Regions from separate parts of the Mus musculus genome. Here all the other regions are linked to region 1. Evidence: chromatin contacts called from public promoter capture Hi-C data. All regions are on one chromosome and are shown on one strand. The core of a region is the stretch at or near the end of the contact, and the rest is flanking DNA. Distances in the headings are between cores, read along the strand shown.

Region 1 (2,700 bases), core at 140-2,639:
CCTTCCCTTCCCTTCCCTTCCCTTCCCTTCCCTTCCCTTCCCTTCCCTTCCCTTCCCTTCCCTTCCCTTCCCTTCCCTTCCCTTCCCTTCCCTTCCCTTCCCTTCCCTTCTCTTCTCTTCTCTTCTCTTCTCTTCTCTTCTCTTCTCTTCTCTTCTCAGACATATACTACAAGTTGGCTTCGAACGCACAGCCAAAGATGACCTTGAATTCAAGTGCTTGCTTCCAACTTCCTTAGAGCTAGGATTATATGCTCATGCCACCTTGTGGGGTTAGGTAGTGATGTAGTGTCCGAGAACCAATCTAGGGTCTTGTGCATGGTAGATAAACACTCTCCTGACAACTGAGGTACACCCCCAGTCCTATTTATTTATCTTATTTTGTTTTTAAAAACAGGGCCTTCTGTCTCGACTGGCCTGAAATTTACTATGTAGCTCAAACTGGCCTTGCGCCCACAGCAATCCTCCTGCCTCAGCCCCCCCTGAGTACTGAGCTTGTAGTGGTGAGCGACCATGCATAGCTCTGTGGAGCGGGATAGTTTCAACCCCAAGAAACTGTTCTGTGGACCCATCTGGCCATCCCTGGGGAAGCAGCTTGTGTTGGAAAGGCGGTGTCAGGGGTGCAGCGGGCAGAACCCCAGCTTTCGGCCCAGTCTTGGACTAGGAAGGGGAAGTACTGGTCGGCATCCTCTTGGTCATGGGGCTGACTTTATTTCCCAAGCCCGGCCCAGGATGGCGTGGTGGTTAGGGGCGCAGGGCTAGTGCTCAGCTGTGCACCCTCGGGGGCGCGGCCCGCGTGACGTCCCCTCGAACACTACCCACATTCCGGGGCGCGGCGCGGGGACTGTCGACGCTTGCCCAACCCCGGCCCCCTCCCCAGGGGCCGCCCCTCCCGTCGGGCCGCGCCCGCCTCCACCAAGTCCCCGCCCGGGGCCCGGCCCATCCCGGACTCCGCCCGCCCCGGGGAGGCCGAAGCCGCTGTTGCCGCCATTGACGTCAGAGGGCGGGCACATGACCCCGCGGGGACCAATCGCGCGCGCCAGCCTCCCGCAATCTCCCCGGCAGCCGGCGCGGCCCCCGCCCGCAGCACACACTCGCGGACGGACGCGGACACACGCACCGCACAGCGCGCCCGCGCGAGGCCGAGACACGCCCGCGCCCGCCGTCCCCGGCGCCGCCCCCGCCCCCCGAGGACCCGATCCTCTCTGCGCCCCGCGATCGCCCGCCGCCCTCGCCGCAGTCGCCAACCCGTTCGCGCCGGCATGCGCCCCAGCAGCTAGAAGGAAGCAGCCCAGGAAGCGCCCCGCGCGCCCCCGCCTGCCCCCGCGCGCTCCCGTTCGTCCCCGCGGGGCGCCCCCAGCCCACGCCCCCCCACCTTCCCGGCGGTGGGGGGGTGCGGGCCCTCCGCGGGGGCCCCGCCGGCCCGGCCCCACGCCAGCCGCGATCGCGCGCGCGGCCCCCGCCCCGGCGCGGCCATGGATGTGACGAGCAGCTCGGGCGGCGGCGACCCCCGGCAGATCGAGGAGACCAAGCCGCTGCTTGGGAGCGACGTGTCTGGCCCCGAGGGCACCAAGGTGATGGGCGCCGTGCCTTGCCGCCGGGCCCTGCTGCTTTGCAACGGGATGAGGTACAAGCTGCTGCAGGAGGGCGACATTCAGGTCTGTGTCATCCGGCACCCTCGGACCTTTCTCAGCAAGATCCTCACCTCCAAATTCCTGAGGCGCTGGGAGCCGCACCACCTAACGCTGGCCGACAACAGCTTAGCATCCGCCACGGTGAGTGGCCCTGCGTGGCCGTGGGGCTTCCCAAGCTGGGGTCCCTCGGGACCGAGGCGCCCCGCTGCTTGTCTCCGAGCGCGCGGCCCCCTAGTCCCGGCCTGCGCACGGGGCTGGGCTGGAACCTCTAGACTTGATCCTCCAAGGCAGGCTATGGGAATCCTCTTTCGTGTCCTGGACACTTAGCCCACCCGGGCTGAGCGCTTGGGGACTTTTGCCTAAACGCTTGCGTTTCTGATGTCTGGGACCCTAGACTGGGCCCTGAGGATAGTGGTGTTTGTTCCTTTTCTGAACTCGTTGCCCATCTGGATCTGAGCTACAGGAGAAAACAAAACGCAACCCTCTCCTCCATAAAAGCCGTAACCCCCCAGCGCCAACAATTTCCAGAAAGCAACTCCTGCGTTTGCTTTAGCCTGCCTTTACCCTTTTTTTTTTCCCCTGCCGGGCCTGGCAAGGCAAAACCGGGTGCCTGCCCTTTCTAAAAATCTCCTTCGCACGTTAGGAGGTTGGAGGGTGGGGGGCAGGGGGCCGAGGTCCTGGACCCGCTCAGACCCTGGGATAGTCGAGTTCTCTGGGTAGAAGCAGCTGGGCTGCCCAGCCTGCCCTTGCGTTGTCTGTGGAGCGTGTGTAAGCATGTTTTGTGGCTGCGTCCTGTTTTGTTACAGTTTTTTTTTTTTTTTTTTTTTTTTTTTTTTTTTTTGCTGTGTGGCCAGGGCCAGGTCAGCTGGATGAGATGGAGAAAGGAGGATCTTACTAGTTGCTTTCGGAAATCGAATCTGCAAATGGTGGCCTTCTTCCTCCTGGGGACAGACAGCTGTGGTGGGGTCGAGGAGGGGGAGTGGGGGCGGTGGGCAGGGCCTATACAGGATGCTTTGTGTTTTCCAACAAGGGCAGTTTCAAATACAGGCTCTGGCTGGGCCTTAGCCTG
Region 2 (2,700 bases), core at 185-2,684, 270 kb after region 1:
AGCTGCCAACCTGGAGTTTTGCAGCCTTCGGGGATGGCTCTGTGGCTTCCTCTGGGTCCCGGGTTCTGGGCAGTCACTGCCTGTTCTGGGATGGCTGGAGTTTGTTTTCAGATGGGCCCTGATGTTCTAATGGGCTTGGTGAGGCTTTGCTAGCTGTTATACACCCTGCCTGTGCTGGGCTGGCCCTCCAGACTTTCATTTGAGCCCCAGGAAGTGGCTGTGTAGAGAAAAGCACAGAGGAGGGTGGGGGAGCTATGGGTCACTGGTGCGCAAAACCCCAAAATAGATCATCTTCTAAGTCGCCAAGCCCGGGGGGGCGGGGAGGGGGCAGCCGCAGATGCTTTACATAATCTCCTACCCAGAAGGAAAGGGTTTTTCTTTTCTTTTTTTTTTTTTTGTTTTTTGTTTATTTGTTTGTTTGTTTTGTTTTTTTGAACAAAAGAATCCCCAAGGAACTTGAAAATATCCCGGTGTTTGGTTCAGAGCATCACAAAATGAGAGCCAGAGAGGCTCAGGTTCAAATCCCCAACCTACCATTTGCAAGCCGTGTGACTTGGTCTGAGCCACAATGATGAAGAAGATGAGAGCAGACCTTCCAGTATGTATGAAGCGCAGCTTACGTTGTATTTGATACATGGTGGATAGGCTGTGTGGAGTTTCCCTGTCTCTCTTCCATTTTCTTTTCTCCTCTCCTCTTGGTCCTGGACTTGTACTTGGTTCCTGGTAGCTTCATCATTGCGGCTGGCAGGGAGGAGATGGGACAAATATCTCCTCTCTTGCAGGCCACTGGCCTGGGAGGGAAGGTTGCAGGCATGAATAGTCACTTCTGTAACCTCCTCCCCCAGACCCCCAAAACCTGTGAGCCTGAGATGCTCCTTGGCTCAGGCTGTGCGTACAGGCAAGTGAGGCTCACTGAGCGGGGAGAGGCTCCTGAGCTATGAAGGTAGATCCAGTGTGCTCAAGAGGCCTGGTGACAAGCAGATCAGGTGAGCCATGGCATAGGGACAGGAAGAGAGGGTGGAGTGGGTACAGAATGGGACTGTGTATCAAGGAATCTGGGCTAGGTTTGTAGCTCAGCACAGTGCTTGTCTTACACATATAAAGAAAAGAAGGACCAGACTATGGGTCTCCTGAGCCTCAGGGAGTAGCCAGGCTCCGAGCGCCCCTGATTTCAGCCCAACAAGAAGCCATAGGGTATGTGGGACTTTGTGGTAGTGTGGAGAGGCAGAGACAGGGTGCTGAGGTTGTTCAGTGCTTGCTAGGTAACTCAATTGCTGGTCAAATCTTGGTATTTCTGCACCATACCCCCCCGACTTGAACAGTCTATTCTCTGAGGCCCAAGTGTCTGGTGTTCTGAAGCTAATCCTGTAGGCAGGCTTGTATGGCCACGTAGCAGAGTCCTGTGGTTAAGCTAGCACCTGCTGCAGAACTGTTTCTTTGAGCTGGTGGCAGGCTCTATATTAGCCAGGTTCTACATTGTTCTGTCTGCCACCAGCTGCCTTACCCAGCCGGGGTCAGGGTCAGGGTGAGCTGAGGGTAGGGGTGTGGAGAGGGTGCTCTTGGGGTAATGTCTCGTTTTTTTTTTTTCCCCTCTGTGGTATGAGCTTCAAGTTGTAAAGTTCTTGCCGAGTGTGGTGACAAATGTAATCCCAACACCCAGGGACTTTGAGGCCAGCATGGGCCCCAGGTTAGTCTGGGCTACAGAAGAAGACCTAGTTTTAAAAAGAAGGGTTGGGGCTGGGGAGGAGATGGCTCAGTAGGCAAGGTGCTCACATTGGAAGTGTCAGGACTGGGATTTAGATCGATAGCACTTTCATACATGCTGAGCAGCGGATGAGTGTGGTGGTCTGCCTGTAATTCCTGGGCTCAGAGGTGGAGAGAGGTCCTCAATGCAAGCTGCTGGCTAGACTAGCTGTCCTTGCAAGCTCTGTGTTCAACTGAAAGATCCTGCCTCAGTGAATAAGGTGTGGAGTGACAGAGGAAAATGCCTAACATCTGGCGTCCTTGCACACACACACACACACACACACACACACACACACACACACACTATACATATATGCAAAAGAACAGGAGGGAAGGTCTGGGGATCTCAGTGGGTGAAGTGTTTGTTATCCAAGCATGAGAACCTGAGCTCAGATCCCAACACCCACATAAAAAAGCCCGCCACGGTGTCACAGGTCTATAAGCACAGTACTGAGGGATTAGAGACAGAAGGATTCTCGGGGTGTGCTGGTGAGCCAGGCTATCTGAATGAGTGAGCTCCAGGTTCAATAAGAGAGCTTATCTCAGAAACTGATGTGGGGAGTGGCAGATAAAACCAGTGAAAGTGAGCCTTTGGCTGCTTCACACTTATGTGTAAGCAGGTTCTTGTGCACACACAGGCATATACTACATATACTTAGACATATTAGCATACAAGATACATATACATATATATATATCACACACACACACATATATAAATCAAACTAGAAAAGCTGTTATTTCTGCTTTCTTGGGGGTGGGAGCCTTTGAAAGTCCATCAACTTCTGCAGAAGAGGCAATCCTAGGCTTGGTAGGACACTTCAGGCCTGGCTCTTTGCTGTGACTGCATTTGGCTGGGTCATGACCCTCTTGTATGTGTCTTACATGCCATACATTAGGTACTAGAATTAAAGAGTAAAGCCACAGCTGAGGGGACATCCCACGTCGGGGGCA
Region 3 (2,700 bases), core at 2-2,501, 310 kb after region 1:
GCAGGCCCTGCTGCTTGTCAGCACTGAGAAATAGAAAGTCTCACCTTCTCTAGGAGGCTGCAGGGATACTTCAGAAGGAACTTTGATCCCAGAGTGCTCCAGAAAGAGCAGCCTGGCCAGTTTCCCTCCCTTTCCTGTCTCCCACAGCCTCTGACTAAGCCCGTTTCTCAGAGGAAAACAGAAGCTGCCAGAGGCAAGAATGGACTGGCCTAGCTCAGGCGGAGCCCGAACCCCAGATGTTTTCCTTGGCCCAAGTTCTGTCCAGCTTCTAACTTCTCCTAGGGCAAAATGGTAGCAGCTGGCTTTTGTGATGGACTTGCTTGGCAACAGCCACTGGATTAGGCACATCCCATGCCAACCAAATGCTCCCAGCCAACCACTGGGCGAGGCACCCATTTTACATGTAAAGACACTGAGGCCCAGAGAAATCAGGTCTTGTGCCTAAAGCCAGCCAGCATGTTGAGGATAACACACCACTCTTTGTAGGCTTGCTCTGCTTATCATGCAGACATTGTTTCTTACCCTAGCCAAATAACGTTGCAAGAAAAAAGAAAAATAAAAAAGAATTTAAAATGACAGTAAGGCTTCTACAGCGTCACGCTTACCTTGTAAGAATTTTAAGTGCACAGTTCTGTGGGGTTAATTGCGTTCATAGCATTGTGCAGCTGTTGCTGTGTTCCATCTCGTGAGTGGGCGGCAAGTTCCAGCTCACGGACAGGGTCATCATTAAACCATGACACCACAGGCCCCCCTCTCCCCTCCCCCCTTGTGAAATACAGTGCGGCGGTTGGTTGGGGTTCCTGGTGGGTCCATGCCAAGCTACTCCATGTGACAAACCTGGTATAAGGGAGGTTTATTTGGGGAAGGGAGGGGAGTGAGTGTTAGCATTTTGTTTAAGCTCCCCACAGTTACCTGGCAACGGCCAGGTATGCCTGACTCACTGTAAAAGGGGCTGTTCGCTCCCTCTGTCCTCTCTTCTTGCTTTCTTGCTCCCACTCCGTCCTCTCGCCCCTTCCACCCTCTCTCGCCACGTGCTCATGGCCGGCCTCTACATTTTTCTCTCTGTCTTTCTCTGTCTCTACCTGGAGAAAAGGGGTGGAGGCAGGCAGACTGGAGCAGAGCCACGAAGGCAGAAGGGGGGTGGGAGTGGGGGGAGGAAGCCCGGCTGGGAACACGTGGGGAGAGAGGGGGGAGGGCTCCGATGATGACATAAGCTGTAGCTAGGTCCCTGGGAGGAGTCTAGCAGAATCACCTGTAAGCTAATACCTCCCTCCTGGAGTTCTGGGAGCCGTGTCCTGTTCGATTTGGCTGCCTTCAGTGCCGTAACACTCTTGCCGATTTCACTTGGAGTAAGGCTCTCAAGGGGCTTATCCCCACCGCGGGCAAGCGCTATCCCGTGGAGCTACATCCTTCTTAAAGCCTTCTTTTTACTTTTTCTCTTGAGAGACAGGGTCTCACATGGTTGTCTAGGCAGCATGCCTTGGACTTGTGATTCCCCCTGCCTCCGACGGCGGAGTAGCAGAACCACTTTATTTTTTGAGGCCGAATAATATTCCAAAGTTTGCTCTCTCTCGTGCTTCTGCCATTGTGACTCAGTGTGCACGCATGCGTAGAAACACCGGCAGGGAGCCCTGCCCTTCCTGTTGGATCAGTGGGAACTGGTTACGGTTCTGAGGAACACCTGCGCTATTTTCCATACTGGTCATGTCCTCACATAGGCCCCTCAGCAGCGCACAGATAGTTTATTTCTTCCTCATCCTTATCAACACGATTTCCCTCCATCCTTGCCCCTTGGGTTATACCACTGAATTTGCATAAGCAGAACAGACTTTCTTGTTCAGATCTGCAGGGACCGAGGGAAGGCTGTTGGGTCTGCAAGGGATATGGAAGGGGAGGCGCTGCAGGTGGGAGAGCTCCTGGATGCAAATAGGTTTCATGTGGTTGATAACCCAAGCCACACTTGTGCGGATTCCGTTGCATTGGCCATCATTGTAGGTATGGGATTTTTTTTTTAAAAGGTTTATTTTATAAGTATGTGTTTGCATGTATGTGTGCACACTGTGTGTATATATGATGCTCAAGGGAGGCCAGGTAGGCTTCCCTGGAACGGAGTTACAGACGGCTGTGAGCTGCCAGGTGGGTGTGCAGAATGGACCCCCCCCCCCAAGGTCTTTTGAAAAGAGGAGCCAGTGTAACTTCTCCAGTCCCAGCAATGTCGTTTGAGACAATGTTTCACTATGTAGCCCAGGGTTGAGAAATAGTTCTCAAGGGAAATGAATTCTCACTTCCTGAGGGCATGGTGAAGCAGCCCTCTTCCTCCTCCTCTGCCAGTTTAAATGTGGGGGTCCAGACCCCGAAGAATGTGCAGTTTGGCTAATCCTTGGGAAGTAGTGGTCCCTAAACAGCTGCAAATAGCAGGGCCCTTGATCTACACAGTGAATGTAGGGGTTGCTGAGTGCATGGGCCAGTGGCAGATACAGTGCGTGGCCCAGTTCACCCATCAGAGTAGCTGTGTGGGGTTGGCTGCTGGTGTGCCAACCAGCACCAATAGAGAACATAGGCACTGCTCTAGAAAGTTTTGTGAGGTTAGCCGCGTTTGGAGGCACACACCTGTCATCTTTGCCCTCAGATGCTGAGGACTACATGGTGAGAGCCTGTCCCAACACACACACACACACACACACACACACACACACATGC
Region 4 (2,700 bases), core at 9-2,508, 440 kb after region 1:
CAGTTTTTACAGAAGGGCTCTTGAGCTGGTGAGTCACAGGTGTGTGGATTCAGATTCCTTGCTCTTGGATAAAGTACAGCCTCTCCCAGCCTGAATTTTCTAGTTTACAAGCTGACTCTAACAAAGGATTGTGTAAGATGCAAGCTGGGCAAAAGGAGGAACTAGCACAGGAGGGGTTGCTTTTCTGTGTTTGACCGAAAGCAGACAGTGGGTGGTTCAAAGGGCAATGCCGGGGATTGACACCCTGCTGCGTTCCGGCTCCTAATCTCTCTAGTCTCCTATTGATTGCCTCTCTCGTTATTGCCACACGAATAGAAATGTTGTAAGGACATCCTATTCGGAGACCGAGTCCTACTACCAAGAACAGAGCCTCCAACAGGGTAGACTGAGTCAGAATTGAGCAGAGCACTGGTTCTGACAGCTTCTCTCAGTCTGATTGTCATTGCTATGGTCTCTCTCTGGCACAACTGCCCTCTGGGAAGACACAGGCACCTTCCATCTGCCTCTAAGGTGAGCCTTTTTTTGGCTCATTGAGCCCTTAACCTGTCTCAGTTGGCAGTAGTCCTCCAGATACAGGCCAGATCGGGGATGCTCTCTTCTTAGAATCCACTTTCCAAGCTTCACTGATTACCTGGATAACACACACACACACACACACACACACACACACACACTCACAGCCACACATACAGATACACTCGGAGTTAGCAAAAGAACTCAACCAACACAGAGAGGGCACATCCAAAGGAGATTGTCTTCTTGTGATTCCAAGTCTGTCAATCATTATCTGAGTAAACATCTGTCAGGTGGGAGGGTGCGTGTGCGCGTGCGTGTATGTGTGTATGTGTAAGTGTGTGTATGTCTGTATGTGTGTGTATGTCCGTGTGTGTATTATGTCTGTGTGTTACGATGTGTGTGTGTCTATTTGTGTGTATGTGCCTATTTGTGTGTATGTGCATGTGTGTATGTCTATATGTCTGTGTAGGTGTGTGTATATTTGTGTGTGTGTGTATGTGTGTGTGTACGTGTGTGTGTGTGTGTGTGTGTTTGTGTGTGTACGTGTGCTCATGTGTAAGTGTTGAGTGCCTTAGGGGAATGAGCAGGTATTTATATCACAGTGCACAGTTTAAATTACATCCTGGGAGTAGTCTCCCCTATCACTACCTTTAACATGCTTGTTCAAAGGGTGCGGGGGCTGTCGTTCCCCCCTCCCGCTTGCCTCTCCCTTCATATAAGCCTGGGCTGCCTCCAGCCAGCTTCTGCACTCACAGTATTCACTGGCCCAGAGCAAGTGAAGGCCAGTGGAGAATGAGCCCGTTTGCCTCTGAGTCAGCATGGCTCTGCTTGGCTGCCGCTGCAGTGCTGGGGGGCACGCTTCTCTGCGGATGCCGGAGTGGCAGGCAGCTGCGGAGCCAGGCGGTGTGTCTCGCTGGCCTCTGGGGAGGTGCCTGCCTGCTCAGTCTGTCCCTCCTCTGCACCTTGTTCCTCTTATCCGTGGCCTGCTTCCTTCTTCTGTATATGAGTTCATCTGACCAAGACTTGTTACCTGTGGATCAAAAGGCCGTGCTGGTGACAGGTAAGTGGCCAGCATTCCTGTGATTGTCCTGCGGAGAAGAGTCTGATACTCTCTGTCCTCAGTGGGGGGACACTGTCAGTTTTGGCTTGAGTGGGAAGTGCTTAGAGTGAATGACAGGCAGCACATACCCGAGTGGTTCTCACTGCCTTTTTGCGTGTCCTTTGGTTTGGATGGGCTTTGGAAGGAGCCAGTGGTAAGACAAAACGTGACAATTGCTCAGGGCCACAGATCTATACAATGAGTGTGTTAATTTCCTAGGAATAAATATAAATAAGTAAAACAGCATCATTTCACGTGTGTTCTTGTACCAGGAAATACCTGACAGACTTCTTCAGGCTTGGTTGCTATTCTGTTCTGAGGTGACTATTTATCTAGGTCCTAGGCCTGGTCACCCCTCTATGTATGGAAGGAAGGTGGCCAGTCAGCTTTGGCACAATACTGTGTGTCTAGGGACGCCACTGTACTTTGAGCCTTTGCAATTTGCCAGGCTGCTGTCCCGAACCACGAACCACCCTGTTGTCCTGTTTGAACCTTTTCTCTATATGTCATTAGTGTATTAGTGCTTCTTAATTAGATCAAACTGGCAGTGCGTGCACACGGAGCTAGCTGCTCATTAGCTGAGCTGCCAGCCTCTCACTTCTTCTGCAGGCTCTTCTGCAGTAAGCGCGAGGCGGCCAAATTAGATTCCTTGGAGTTGTAAAACGGGTTTGTTTGGTGAAAGCTGCAACTAGAATTCCCTCAAGTGATCCTAACCCAGAAAGGCCTGGAAAGAAGAGGAAAGGCCATCGGCAGAGTCACCTTGTGAGGAGGGTGTCACCCCTGCATAAGGAAGTCATCACCTGTGGCTGGGGCCCCTGGCTGTGGTCAGCAGGGGACTCGTGGACTGATGAATCAATTTTTTTTTTTTTTTTTTTACTTTAAATCCAGTAACAAAGATTCTTCTTGTGAGCACGGTTTGGTTCTGGCTGGGGTGTGGAAGGGCAGGACATCAGCTTCTCTGAGTTTAAGATACAACAGTGAAGTCGAGTAGTTATTGTATTTCCCAGTTGTACGAAAGAAGACAGAACCATTAAGTACACGTCTGTCTCTGTCTGTCTCTGTTTGTCTCTGTCTGTCTGTGTCTG

What was found. Promoter capture Hi-C pulls out the DNA fragments that hold promoters and counts their contacts.
Region 2: a contact with region 1 is called in a promoter capture Hi-C map of pre-B cells, with 3 times the contacts expected there. The contact joins the enhancer-like site here to the promoter of Cmip in region 1. A contact is called at or near these places in 2 of 39 promoter capture datasets (neutrophils and pre-B cells), 1 of 484 Hi-C or Micro-C datasets (pre-megakaryocyte-erythroid progenitors), 6 of 115 datasets of contacts at active chromatin or transcription factors (the 230-238 cell line, DN3 thymocytes, the HPC-7 cell line and 3 more) and 1 of 9 other capture datasets (adipose tissue).
Region 3: a promoter capture Hi-C map of pre-B cells shows a contact between it and region 1. The contact joins the enhancer-like site here to the promoter of Cmip in region 1. A contact is called at or near these places in 11 of 39 promoter capture datasets (the C10 cell line, the HPC-7 cell line, HPC-7-derived erythroid cells and 7 more), 1 of 484 Hi-C or Micro-C datasets (embryonic stem cells) and 5 of 115 datasets of contacts at active chromatin or transcription factors (the 230-238 cell line, embryonic stem cells, forebrain and 1 more).
Region 4: a contact with region 1 is called in a promoter capture Hi-C map of stem cell-derived epiblast-like cells, with 2.2 times the contacts expected there. The contact joins the promoter of Hsd17b2 here to the promoter of Cmip in region 1. A contact is called at or near these places in 4 of 39 promoter capture datasets (embryonic stem cells, hippocampal neurons, liver and 1 more).

What each region holds. Positions count from the first base shown.
Region 1 is chr8:117,255,630-117,258,329 of GRCm38.p6, forward strand. It overlaps Cmip (c-Maf inducing protein), which reads left to right and starts at 1,390. Exons shown (of 21, transcript NM_001163262.1): 1 at 1,390-1,772. The coding sequence starts at 1,473.
Region 2 is chr8:117,527,922-117,530,621 of GRCm38.p6, forward strand. The region is part of intron 2 of Plcg2 (phospholipase C, gamma 2); the gene reads left to right. Among named protein-coding and RNA genes, the nearest start is that of Plcg2, 31 kb to the left of the region's middle. Within about 2 kb of position 1,435, at least 37 of the 459 cell types and tissues checked have an H3K27ac peak or open chromatin away from gene starts, as enhancers often do. A contact at or near this core is called in the 230-238 cell line and pre-B cells, where this site is marked.
Region 3 is chr8:117,561,015-117,563,714 of GRCm38.p6, forward strand. All of the region lies in intron 5 of Plcg2 (phospholipase C, gamma 2), which reads left to right. Among named protein-coding and RNA genes, the nearest start is that of Plcg2, 64 kb to the left of the region's middle. Within about 2 kb of position 1,252, at least 77 of the 459 cell types and tissues checked have an H3K27ac peak or open chromatin away from gene starts, as enhancers often do. A contact at or near this core is called in the 230-238 cell line, embryonic stem cells, epiblast stem cells and 2 more, where this site is marked.
Region 4 is chr8:117,700,688-117,703,387 of GRCm38.p6, forward strand. Hsd17b2 (hydroxysteroid (17-beta) dehydrogenase 2) reads left to right here and starts at 1,259. Exons shown (of 5, transcript NM_008290.2): 1 at 1,259-1,576. The coding sequence starts at 1,309.